2 separate regions of the Mus musculus genome follow, and region 2 is linked to region 1. The links are chromatin contacts, called in public Hi-C maps. All regions are on one chromosome and are shown on one strand. The core of a region is the stretch at or near the end of the contact, and the rest is flanking DNA. Distances in the headings are between cores, read along the strand shown. Region 1 overlaps Cdc42ep4 (CDC42 effector protein (Rho GTPase binding) 4). Region 2 overlaps Fam104a (family with sequence similarity 104, member A).

The links. Hi-C and Micro-C count contacts between places; a contact is called where the count stands out from the background.
Region 2: a Hi-C map of liver shows a contact between it and region 1, with 1.9 times the contacts expected there. The contact joins two enhancer-like sites. A contact is called at or near these places in 3 of 39 promoter capture datasets (embryonic stem cells, fetal liver and liver), 13 of 484 Hi-C or Micro-C datasets (the G1E-ER4 cell line, the HPC-7 cell line, the N1E-115 cell line and 4 more), 5 of 115 datasets of contacts at active chromatin or transcription factors (double positive thymocytes, embryonic stem cells and pancreatic cancer cells) and 3 of 9 other capture datasets (adipose tissue, liver and pancreatic islet).

What each region holds. Positions count from the first base shown.
Region 1 is chr11:113,731,010-113,737,095 of GRCm38.p6, forward strand. All of the region lies in intron 1 of Cdc42ep4 (CDC42 effector protein (Rho GTPase binding) 4), which reads right to left. Among named protein-coding and RNA genes, the nearest start is that of Cdc42ep4, 18 kb to the right of the region's middle. Within about 2 kb of position 3,167, at least 186 of the 459 cell types and tissues checked have an H3K27ac peak or open chromatin away from gene starts, as enhancers often do. A contact at or near this core is called in the G1E-ER4 cell line, the HPC-7 cell line, liver and 1 more, where this site is marked.
Region 2 is chr11:113,663,618-113,669,703 of GRCm38.p6, forward strand. The region is part of intron 2 of Fam104a (family with sequence similarity 104, member A); the gene reads right to left. It also overlaps a transcript of Cog1 not described here. Among named protein-coding and RNA genes, the nearest start is that of Cog1, 17 kb to the left of the region's middle. Within about 2 kb of position 3,649, at least 75 of the 459 cell types and tissues checked have an H3K27ac peak or open chromatin away from gene starts, as enhancers often do. A contact at or near this core is called in the G1E-ER4 cell line, the HPC-7 cell line, liver and 1 more, where this site is marked.

The sequences.
Region 1 (6,086 bases), core at 1,917-4,416:
CCGCCCTCCCCCAAGGGAACTCTGACCACAAGTCCACAAGTGACACTTTCTTCCCTGTGAACCTCCCAGGACCGTCCCTGCTGCTGGCCTTGATGTCACTGCCAGCCAGCAGCCCTTCCCTTGCTCTCTCACCCCACTCTGGGACTTGATGCAAGGGTGTCCTCTTCCAACACCCCACCATCCAGTGCCACCAACATCCTCAGCCAGGACAGTGTTGTTCCAAGGAAAGTCCCATAGCCAGGGCTAGCCCTCCAGGCCACCAGCTTCTCACAGCATCCCCTGGCAGGCACCTGTTACATCATTCCGTCCCTGCCAGCTGGATGCTAACATCCCTGACAGGCTACGGGCTTCCAGAGGGTCCTAACAGGTCTCAGTTCTAAATCCTGTCTAGCACCATGTGCCACACAGCTGGACTTCAAACACTCATGTAAAGTGTGGCCAGTCCTTGCTCCCCAGCCCCTGGTATCTCTCCCCTTCTGCCTTCATGTCAGCTCCTTTCAGTCCATAGCAGAACCTCTGGGCTCCTGGCTTGACTTCTCTATGCCCTCTGACTCTTTCCCTACAGTCTATAATTTCACACCAAACAGCCATCCAGTCTGATGACCACCCTCACCAGGGAGAGTGGATGCCCCTAACCATCCCCAAGCAATCACCCTGCTGGTTTCAGAGCAAACACCAAGGGGAGTCAGGGAGAACCCTAAGCCAAATGTGGAGGCTCTTTAGCCTAAAATATAAAAGGGCTGGAGAGATGGCTGAGTGGGTAAAATGTGTGCCACTCAAGTGTGATGACTGAGTCACAGATCCTCCAAGCCACTCAAATATGAGGAGAGTCCCAGATGCTCAGAATCGGTTAGGCTAGATATACCTGCATCCCAGCAGCCCTACAGAGAGACAGGAGGCAGAGAGAGGGTCGACAGAAGTTTGCAGGCTAGCTAGGCTGTCCTACGCCATGGTTAACAGAGACCTTGTCTGGAACAAGATGGAAGGGTAGGTGGGAGGTAGTCCTTCAACCTTCATACACAGACTGCGGTGTGATGTGTTTGATTTTTTTTTTTTTAATGTGTATGGGTCTTTTGCCTGAATGTATGTCTGTGTGCCACATGCATGCAGTGGCCATGGAGGCCAGAAGAGGGTGTTGTATACCCTGCAACTGGAGTTGCAGCTGGAGCCACCATTTAAGTCCTGGAAATCAAACCTGGGTCTTCTGGAAGAAAAGCCAGTGCTCTTAACCCCTAGGCCATCCCTCTAACTCCCTGCCCCCTAGTTAGAAAGAAAAGAAAAACAAAAAAAGGGAGAGAGAAAGCAAGGGAGGCCTGGTCTCTATGATCACAAAGGTGATCCAGGAGGGTGAGACGGATGGTGAGACGCCTCCGAGTGCTGGACTGGCACACGTGCTGCTGGAGGGACACCAGGCTACTCTTCCATCTTACGGGAGAGAGAGCGAGATTACTGAAGCACTGACTCAGCCTCAGCTGGGTTGACACCCCAGTGAGCCGTGCCAGCCCAGGGTGGGCACCTCTGAGGCTTTCTTCTGATTCTGGGTCCTTTACTAGAGCGCTGCTCACTGCCTCTATGGAGTGCCCTCCCTACCCTGAGGAGGAGGGAGCCTTCCATATTCTAAAAACAGTCGTGTTATTCTAGCATGGCCTGAGGATGCTCGGGGCCAGTCAAAGCAGTTTTCAACTATGGGTCGTGTTGGCATCCCTGGCCTCTGTTGTTAGACATTAACAGCATCCATTCCCCACACCCTCCACTCACAGCATCCCAGACGGCCAGGGCACACATTCTCCATATTCTCTGGGAGGCAAATCTGAGAAATGCTTTCCTATGTAAGATCACCCGAAACAGGAAACAGGGACATGAGCACGCAGAGGCCAGAGGGGAGCCCAAGATCATACTGACTTGTGAAAAGGCTTCTCAGTAAGTCCAGGAATCCCCCTCAAGACCTCGGAAGCTCGCCCATACTGTGGTTTTCCATCTGAAGTGCTCATTATAAAGAAAAGAGGAACCACAGCAGCCCAGGATTCTCCAGAAGTGTGCCCCTGGCCACCCAGATGGACCAAGGACCCAGTCCATGACAGTTAGAAGGAATGGTGAATCCATCGTCACCCTGTTAGCAACCCCCAATCCTAGCACTACTTTGCCCGTAGAGATATTAAAAAAAAAAATAGGGATAGAAATGACACGCAGTGACAATCACTGTGGCACTCCACATAACCGAATATCATCCTAGGCTAGACCTCGTGCCCCTTCTCCTCTGCCTCCTGAAGAACGGTGACAGGTCTACACAATGCCACCCGTTTCCTGTGATCTTGCTCCTGAGGCTGGGTATGGGCTGCACGGCTTGTGATTAGCAATTTCCAATATCTAGCAAGAGAGCTTAGATAGCGTCCCCAGTTCTCCCACCACCCATAAGGCTGGGTGAGCCGAGGCCTCATCTGGGGTCTCAGAGTTTGCATGCCTGTGACACAGCACACAGTAAGCTGCAAGGTCAATGAAAACTCAGCCAGAAACTTGTTTGAGGTTGTTAGCGTCAAGGGCCCAAGCAACAGTGAGTCACCTAAGCTTCTAACGGACAAGGGTTAAAGGGACGGAGGAGATGGTCAGGGTCCTTAGGGGAAGCAGAGAGTGAGGGTCTTGTATCTAGGTGGAAGCTGAGCCTGCCAGGAGCTGGCATTGGGAGGCCTCCAGCTCACTGCTGAAAGGATCTGACCACAGGGGCTGTGGCTTTGGGAGGAGTGTTGCTAAACACTATGAGTCACCCCTGGGGGAAGTGCCTAAAACAGGCTGCCTCATGAGGCCAGGTGGATATCCCACTCCAGAGGCCACATCCCACTTTCCTGGGTCAGCAGCTTGCAAGGTGGAGGGCACCGGCACCTTCCCATAAGGCATTGTCAACAAGCCCTGCCACCAACCCCACACACAGTCAAGACTCTGGGCCTGTCACCACCCTCCCTGGCAAGATGAACAGTGAACAATACCTTCCCAGATTGGCCAGCAGACTGACAAACAGGTTAGACTACATCAATGTATCCCACTCCAAATGCCCAGTGGCCTGTCCCTGGCATCTCAGCCTTAGGTGGGAGCCAGAGGTACACTCTCCTGAGAGAGCCAGCCAGCCAGCCAGCCAGCCAGGCCTCTCGCTCTGCAGCTGACCGGAGGCTCACCCCAGTCAGTATACAGAGTTACGTATGCTTCATCGACCACTGCCAAGGGCAGCCACACCCAGCCACACTTCCCTGGTTCTTGAGATCAGCACTAGGCAATGTGGCTGGACAGAAGAAGGCATTGGATACACAGAAACTTTGGCCACTAGTTCAGACTGGTTGTAAGCGGTTTTGTTTACCCTTCACTCACTCATTCAGTTGCTGTGATATTGTAGAGCCCCACAGTATCCACATAGAGCCAGCCCACCCTCTGTGCTTGCAAGAGTTCCTTCTACCCCGGAAGATTCAGCCAGTCGTAGTTAGAAAGCCTTCTGCAGGTGGGAATTCAACAGCTCTACAAAACATGCATAGATATCTTCCTTATGATTTTTTATAAGCAAGATAGCTCAGCTCTGCCTATCAACCTTTCACACGGTGTTGTGTATACAAGGAACCCAGAGCCTACTTGAAGGACACAGGAAGACACGTTGCATATATAACCTTATATGCAAAGCATGCAATTTTAGACAAAGGACTCAGGGACGAACATCTGGGATTCGGGTATCTGAAGGGTCGCAGAGAGCAATCACCATGAATACTGAAGGATGACCGTATTCTAGGCCGTGAAAACAGAACATTACCACTCCCAAGGTACAGCTGACAGCGAGTTGGGGGTAAGGCGGGGTGGGAGTGCGGTGTAAAGAGGGAACCAGGTGATGGGAGCGAGAGTGGAAGTGGGGGTCCTGGAGGAGGGTCTTCTGAGGAAGGGGCACTGTGAACGGAGCCACGAGCAACCAGAAGGCAGCTGTGTCAAACCCTGGCTCACAGGAAACGCACAACATTTCTGGGGTGGGAACATGCTTGTAGTATTTAAGGGACAGAACCAAAAATCCACATGCTCAGAGGACAAGCCAGGTGAGTGAGTGAGTGTGTGTGTGTGTGTGTGTGTGTGTGTGTGTGTGTGTGTGTGTGTAATGTAAACCAACAACCTTGGGAAGTTCCTAGTGGCGGCTAACCTGGAAGCCATGGGGGAGGGGAGACAGAAACTCAGTAAGGTTATTATTTTCTGGAGTTTGCAGCCAGGAGGAGGCAAGACCTGAGTGTGGCTGGGGAGGACACAGGGGAAGACATCCTGGGAGTGTTTCAGAGTTGTGGCCAATAGGAGTGGAGATGTCCCCAGTGGCAGATCAAAGGGCAGCCTCCATGGGGACTCCAGGGATCCTGTCCCAGAGCTGAGTCACACACACATACCTCTCTCCACAGGGCCGGCACTGTACCTGCCCCTAGGCAGAACTTAACTTCGTCCAAGTGTCCAGTGTTAACACTTTTTACATCAGGACAGGAAAACCAGCCTGCCGCAGGCCACATCTCTCCCAGAGAAGCTAGCGCTCCGCCTTTTGACAGTAGAGAAAGATCTGGTATTTTCTGGAACAGTCACTAGCCTTTATGAAACTTTTAAAAAGTTGTGGGGTGCTAAGGGCAGCAGAGGGACAGCTGAGGGACAGCAGAGCTACAGCAGCTTTGACACTGTGTTAGGAGGAGGAGGAGTTCTAAGGGGTGTGTGCTGGGATTAGAGATGCAGGCAACTCTGGTATAGCTGAGAGTCTGCTGTTTATACAAGGAACTTGGGATGTACTGGTTTAAGATACCCTCTGGCCTGAACAGCCACAATTCCAACACATAAAAGCCAGAGACAGAACCGCACACGATCATCAAGGACCCCCCCCCCCCCCCCACACACACACACACACACACTTCTCATCCTACGACAGACAAACATCTCTAAAATACCTGGGCCGGGTAAAGAATTAGGTTCTGAGAGACAGGAATGCCCTATCAGAGGACTCAGCCCAGAGAGCACAGGTTGAAGTCATGGTCAGTTCTCTCTCCAGGTCACTGCTAAAACAGCGATGCAATATCCAAAGTGTGGGGGTGCCATGGAAAAACACCCCTCTAAGGTGTCCTTTACGTGTATGCATGTGTGCACAATTCTTGTTTTGGTTTTGTGTGTGTGTGTGTGTGTGTGTGTGTGTCAGGGTCTCACTATGTAGCCCTGGCTGTTCTAGAACTCACTCTGTAGACCAGGCTGGCTTTGAACTCACAGATCTACCTGCCTCTGCCTCCTATCTGTGATGACGAAAGGTGAGTGTTAACCATGCCGACACAGGGTTCCTTTAGGTTATGTGCAAACTGCCACCCATTCAGTCCTTAATTTTCAGTTTTTGTCTTTTAAGAAAATAAAATCAATAGATGGCCAGCCCTCTAAATCTGTGGATTCTCCATCTGTCAAAAGAAAAGATCTCAGAAATAGGCTGGGGCGAGAACTCAGTGGAGTAGGTAAAGTGTGTGCTGCCCACAAGGATCTGAGTTCGATCCCTGGGGCACGCACACAGATCATGCTGAGATGGAAAAATGGGGGGGGGGGAACCCTGGTGAGCCACCTTTAGTGAGAGATCCTATCTTCTAATGTAAGGTGGGGGCCGGAGGGGAGGTGGCTTAGCCGTTAGCGGCACTGGTTTGGTTTGATTTCTAGCACCCACATAGTGGCTCTGTAACTCTAGTCTCAGGAGATTCAATCCCATCTTCTGGCTTCTGCAGGCACTGGGCATGCGTATGGTACGTGTATAACTAACTATGCACACAAAACACTCATACACATAAAGTAAATACATCTAAAAACAAGTTTTAAAAAGTGACATGCAGGACTGGAAGGAGAGCCAGTTGGTAAAGCACCCGCGGTACAACCTGGCAACACAAGTGAAGCCCCTGTCACCCCAGGAAACATGGAAGGAGAACCTGCCTCACACAGTTGTCTTCTGACCTCTACACACGCCCTATGACAAGTGCATGGCCCCCTCCACCCAAGCAACTATCATGGACAGGCACATGGACAGACTAAGGCACTAATAATGTCAATCTCTAGTCTCCACACACATGTGC
Region 2 (6,086 bases), core at 2,399-4,898, 67 kb before region 1:
ATGCCCGAGTGGGAGTCTTCTTTGTAATAGCTGAACAAAACTCCACTGTGTGTGCCACGCTTTCATATCCACTCATCTCTTGACAGTCACCTAAGAGAACTCCACTTCCTGGCTACTATGAAAAGAACAACGATAGACACAAATGTGTAAGTGTCTCTGTGGTGGGACACAAAGTCCTTTGAGTACATGCCCAGGAGTGGTATCTCTGGGCCATATGGCAAGGAAAATGAACATAGGAATTCTGCACAAAAATTGATGGATCTAGAAATTATGACATTAATAACTATCCCAGAATTCATGTGGGCAGTGGGCATAGCTTGTCAAAGTAAGGGATCAAGAGAAGGGGGAAAGTTTTAAGGAAGTGAGATGGATGGTGTAAAGGAACATGAGACATGACAGTAGGAAGGGGACTCCTGGGCACAACACATTAAAGGTGAGAGAAGAAACAACCCCCAAAAAGTGTATCTTGAAATGCCATAAATGGTTACTGTATGCAGCCACGGACGCTGGCTTCACACACACCACTACCGTGACAGGGAGGAAGTGTAGGTATTAACCCAAGCAGGAACCTGGACCCCACACGCTCTAACTACAGCTTATTCCTTCACTTCTCTGTGCTCGAACCATTCATCCACCATTTCCAGACATCAAAGGTGGTTCTCAGCTAAAAGACAAGTATCAACTACTGGTACAGGGACAGAAAAGTTATGTCCCATCCACAACTCTGAACACAGGTAACTGAAAACCTGCGTGTAAAATAATGTCCTATAACTGCTCAGTACACAAACTACACTTAAGAATTGGGTTGTCAATCTTGCTGCCACCAAGTGGATGTGTGCCTGAGTGTGCGTCATGTGTCCTCTAATGAGCATGACCTCATCAAAGCCAACCACTCAAAAACATGTCTGCCCTTTGACACTAGTGTTAAAGCTGCCTCTCTTTTTCTGAGAAGAAATTAAATCCTAAGGAAGGGGTGCAACCCTGAGCTGCTTTAGAATTCTGTCTGAAATTTGGCCCTTTGCTATATCCAGTTTATGTACTCTTGACAAAGGCATTTGCTTGGAAATCTTTACATCTGTGTAAAGTCTACACAGGAGAGAAGAAAAGCCTGGAAAGAAAACAGAGCAAACAGTTAAAATGGGAGGGCTATAGATACTTTTCCCACCCTCTCCTAGCATGTTTTCTGTAAAGCCGTTGTATATTTCACTTATAAGCACTACTTTATAAAAGCTTCCAGATTTATATTGCAAGGTGACTATTAAGTCCAGGCTCTACGTACAAACATGTATGTAGCTAACTCATCTAAAACAGCAAAATGCCTTGCTCAGAAGTGGCCATCAGTACACCTGAAACCCCTTATCCTTAGGTGATTTGAGCTGTCTCACACAGGCATATATATACTCAGTGCTCACATTAAACTAGAATTCAGAATAGGATTCTAAGGAACTCAGGTGGCAGAAATGGCTGGAGTTAATTTTCTTAAGCCTTAACTCAAAGCCAGTAGCAAAACAAAGCTTACAAAGGTCTTGATTGCCTAAGCTACCTTAGCATCCTAGAATGGCTACCTGCACTTGAGAAGGTCATGAATATGTAAGTACGCTACCACCCTGGATCAGAACCCACCCACAAGAGGTTCTTTCCTCTTAGTCTGCTTTCCTTACTATTTCTTGTTACAGGCACTTCCTGAAAATTAAGGCAAGAACTAGAATTGTCTTTAGTAAGTCATTTGCATGTCTAATTTTATGTATTTCAAACTATAACAGTCAAAATGACACTCTTCAGAAAAGATGAGAGCTCATTAACAGGCCAGGAGAGCTCTCCAACTTTTTAAGTATATTTCAACTCACTGGTCCCGCTGGGGTTTCCTGGGCAGCTGTCCTCCTGTGTAGCACAGGCTGCCCTCATGTGGAGTGCTGTCCTCACGCCCCCATGGGCAGGGATTCCAGGTGTACACCACCATACCAATTTTTTGTTTCATTTATTTTGTTTCCTAGGTTCACTTTTAAATCTTGTCTTCACTTAAAATGTCTCACAAACAAACATCTAGCAAAACTGGTTACATTATAATATATCTATTATATATGTATCACAAAATTATCCTCAGCATTAACAAATACCAGAAACTTACACATCTACAAAGTCTCTTGTTCTTTAAACTGAACCCTATATAGTGTACAGGGGCAAGGTTGTTGTTTTGTTTTGTTTTGTTTTTCTTTTTCTTGAGCTGGCAAGATGGCATAGCAGATAAAGGCACTTATTTGCCACAAAACCTGACATCCTGACTTTGATTTGTGGGTCCAACCTGTTGGAAGAAGAGAACCAATTCCCCAAAAAGTTGTGTAAATAACATCTATGTAGTAAAAATTCTTTTAAAAAATATTTTCTTTCCCCCACACATAAAAGGGCAGCACATTTGGACTCTTGAGTTTTTAAGAGAGAACACAGAGCTGGGTGGGAAGTGAAGTTGAGATAGATCTCTTGAGGAGTTGGGGATCAAAACATACTGCATAAAATTCTGAAAGAATTTATAAAATATTTTAGTTTAAAAACTTTATCATATACATATTATGTATGTCAAAAAAAGTCTGGAAGACACAGGAAGCAAGGCATTTAGAATTTAGGTTTTCTACATTATTTAACTACTTTATTTCCATTTTTAAATTCCTTCGTGTGTGTGTGTGCGCACACACACACGAGAGGGGCACATAAACATGGGTTTATGTGCACAACATTCTGGCAAAGCCAGAGGCCAACAGAGGGTATCTGGTCCCTGGGCCTGGCGTTACAGATGGTTATCAGCTGCCATGACGGTGCTGGCAGATGACTACGTCTGAAACAGCAGTAAGTGCCATCAGTCATTTCTCCAGATCCAGTTATTTTTTTAAAAAGAGTTTACACAAAAAAATGTATTTAGAGGGAGAAAAATTAACCACAGATTTAAAAAAAAAGTTACTACAAAACAGAGTAAAGTCTTTAGTGACTTCCAACTTCAAGACACACTCTAAAAAGCTACTCATGTGTCTAGTCATTAGATTATGGGGACAGTTTCACCTTCCCTGACTACCAAGGACTGAAAGGCTTGCAGGCCGGAATGACTCTACCAGGAGACGCCTCTCATCAAGGTCTTCTTCCTCCCTTCAGTTCCACAAGAGGAAATGGGGCAGTGTTGCAAAGCCCCTCCCCAAAGCCGTCTGCAGGCCCGGATGAGCTGCATCGCCAGTCTCCGAGCAAAAGCACCCAGTGCCCTGTGCTGTCTGGCCCCGCCCTCCCAGCCACAGGTGAAAAGCAAGGTTCCTTCCCAGTCTGGAAACAAGGAATGGGCAAAGCCTGGCCACGCCCTCTCACCAGGTGATGCTAACTTTTAACATTAACTCGAGGGCTGCAAGGGGGACGGCCCTTGTTACACCTGTGCTTGAAAGGCACTAAATTCTTTTCCCAACACTGGTGCCGTGTTGTTTGCTAACAGCATCCTCAGGAAAGCAGTGGCCACTCTAAAGAATCCAGTTTTGAAAATTTGAAGAAAAGGAGTCTCAAATACAGTCAGCCATTATATCCTCATAACCACCTGGCAGCACGGTACAGCCAGAAGGGCACTGTCCTGGGACAAATTGTGGAGTCCTTATAGGCTTCTGATGTACTTGCCAGAACACCAGCTGCTCTCATGCCCACTATGCAAACAAACAAATGTGCCTGCTATTAGGCTGTCCCCAGAGCTGCTCAGGCACTTGGTAAACATTTACTAAGCTCAGTCAGGGGAAATGGTGGTAATGAATCCACAGATAACCAGAGTCCAAGACTACTTACTGGGAGAGAAAGGCAGCGGAGCATGCTGGGTAAACATGGGAGAGGAAGGATCCTAAGGGTGGCTCTGCTAGTCTATGAGCTAAACTTTAAATAGGCAGGAAACAACAAACCAGGAACAAATGAAAAAAGTGTCTTGAGGGTGACAAGTTCCCAGTGTGGTACCTGTGGCACAGCTGGACTGTGTCAAGGGCTGGTGAACTATAAAACACAGAGAGAGGTTGTAGCTAGAGTACACGAGCCACTGAGGCCCCAGCAGAGGTTCTGAGCACTCAAGTCATGCTTCTAGTTGGAATCTTAAGTTAGGATCACAGGGATTTGTATGTGATGAAGATACAGAAGAAAGGCCCATGGAGGTTTCCTCATAAGGCTGAGCAGGAGGTGGTCACAGGGGACTAGAAATGTTGGAGGTATATGTCATACCCCGAGTGGGACTGCAGGGCTCAGAGGGAGATGAAGGAGACACCCAGCTAACTAAGGACACAGGACATGCATGCAAGGGCAGCAGCTATCAGGAAACACTTGTTGAATTATCACCTGCTCTGCTCACACTACCTGCAAGTTTTAGCTGAGTCAACAACGAAGCCAAGCAAGGAGAGGAAGGGAATGTTCCTGAGAAAATACCACAGGCTACAGACAGACAAGGCGGATGGGGTAGGGAAGGAGAGTAGGACGCTGCAGATGGGTGAGTTAGGAAGGAGAAGGGCACAAAAGCAGACCAGAGAAGAACCATGTTCACACCGTGAACCCGAAAGGTACGAAGGGAGAAAAACCCATCAACGGCCCCCGGGAACCTGGCAAGCTGTGACAGGCAGGAAGAAGGCACGATGCAGGAACTGCAGAGCAGAGAATGAATACACTATAGAAGGCCATCCTTGTTTTCTCTAATTCCTCACAAGAGACGGGGAACTGCTGTCCCCCTGGGTAGGCTTTACCATGCTGTGAAGCATGTTTAAACCCTTTCCAGCATGGCAGAAACGAAACACCTCTAAATACTGCTACTACTCAGAAGCTTTAGAAAGCTGCCCAAGCAAACATGTTAATTGTGGAGTCTCTATGCTTCATAAAAATCAAAACTAGGCCATGTATGGCCTGTAGTTCCAACATGCTGAAAATAAAGGAAGATCTTGAACTTAAAGCTGGCCTGGGCCATCTGAGCTATAAAATACTCAAGAACCAATTACAGAAAGGGAGACATCAAGCTAAACCAAGGATGGTGCTCCCTCCCTGTGCATGCTTCCTCCCCGATGGCCAGCCTGCACACAGTTAAATGGTGCTCCTCAGGCTGTGAGGGAACTCTTATCAAGTCTTACTAGGCTGTGTCCCCTCGGTGCCAGGCAAGAAGCACACACTGCTGCAACAGCACCCAATCAGTGATGAGGAAATCAACCCGGAAAGGTGTTGATGTGACCTGCTCCCAGGGAAGGATTCCACCTCTTCAGATGCTGGAGGCCAGGGAGGTCCTAGACCTTGGTGGGGAAGCTAAATGGATCTGATGTGCCCATTCAACTGCAATCTCCATCCTCCTAGTACAGATTAGTAAGTCTGGTGTAGGCAAGTGGGAACTTCTCAAGGATCTCTAAGCCGAACACGGGACATCTATAGCACCTCCTCCCTCGTATCACAGAAACTGGGAAGGAAAGACTGTAAGAGCCAGAGGAAGTAGGTGAGTGAGCATGTAATATGCTTCAGAGCACGGCAGTGTCTGTGCAGCTTGGAGCTCGGAGGAGAAGCATTTACTGGTGCAAGACATGTGCAAGATCAGACTAGGCTCAGGGGTAAAGGTACTTTACTGCCATGCCAGACAACCTGAGTTCAACAGCCAGGATCTACATAGTGTAAAGAGAAAACCAACTTCCATAAGTTGTTCACTGTTCTGTATAAATAAATAAAGGTAATTTTAAAAAGTTAAAGATTGGGACTGGATGGTGGTGGCACCTGCCTTTAATCCTAGCACTAGAGAGGCAGAGGCAGGTGGATCTCTGTGAGTTCAGTCAGGGCTGTTACACTTAGAAATCCCATTTCAAAAAAACAAAAGGAAAAAGCAAAGTTTTAGATGGGCTGTCAACATCCTGTCATGGAGGAAAGGGTCTGTGAGCTCCTACCTCCAAGACTGATCTGCAGATACTGGTAGCTGTGGGAGAAAGGGCTCACACACCTTTACCCCTCCCTGAGCATCTACAGACTCACTCCTGCAAGCAAACCCTAAGGAGCCCCAGGGTCATCACAAGTAGTAAACCAAACAATAAATGAAGACAGGAGAGTAGGGGGGGTTCTGGGTGGGA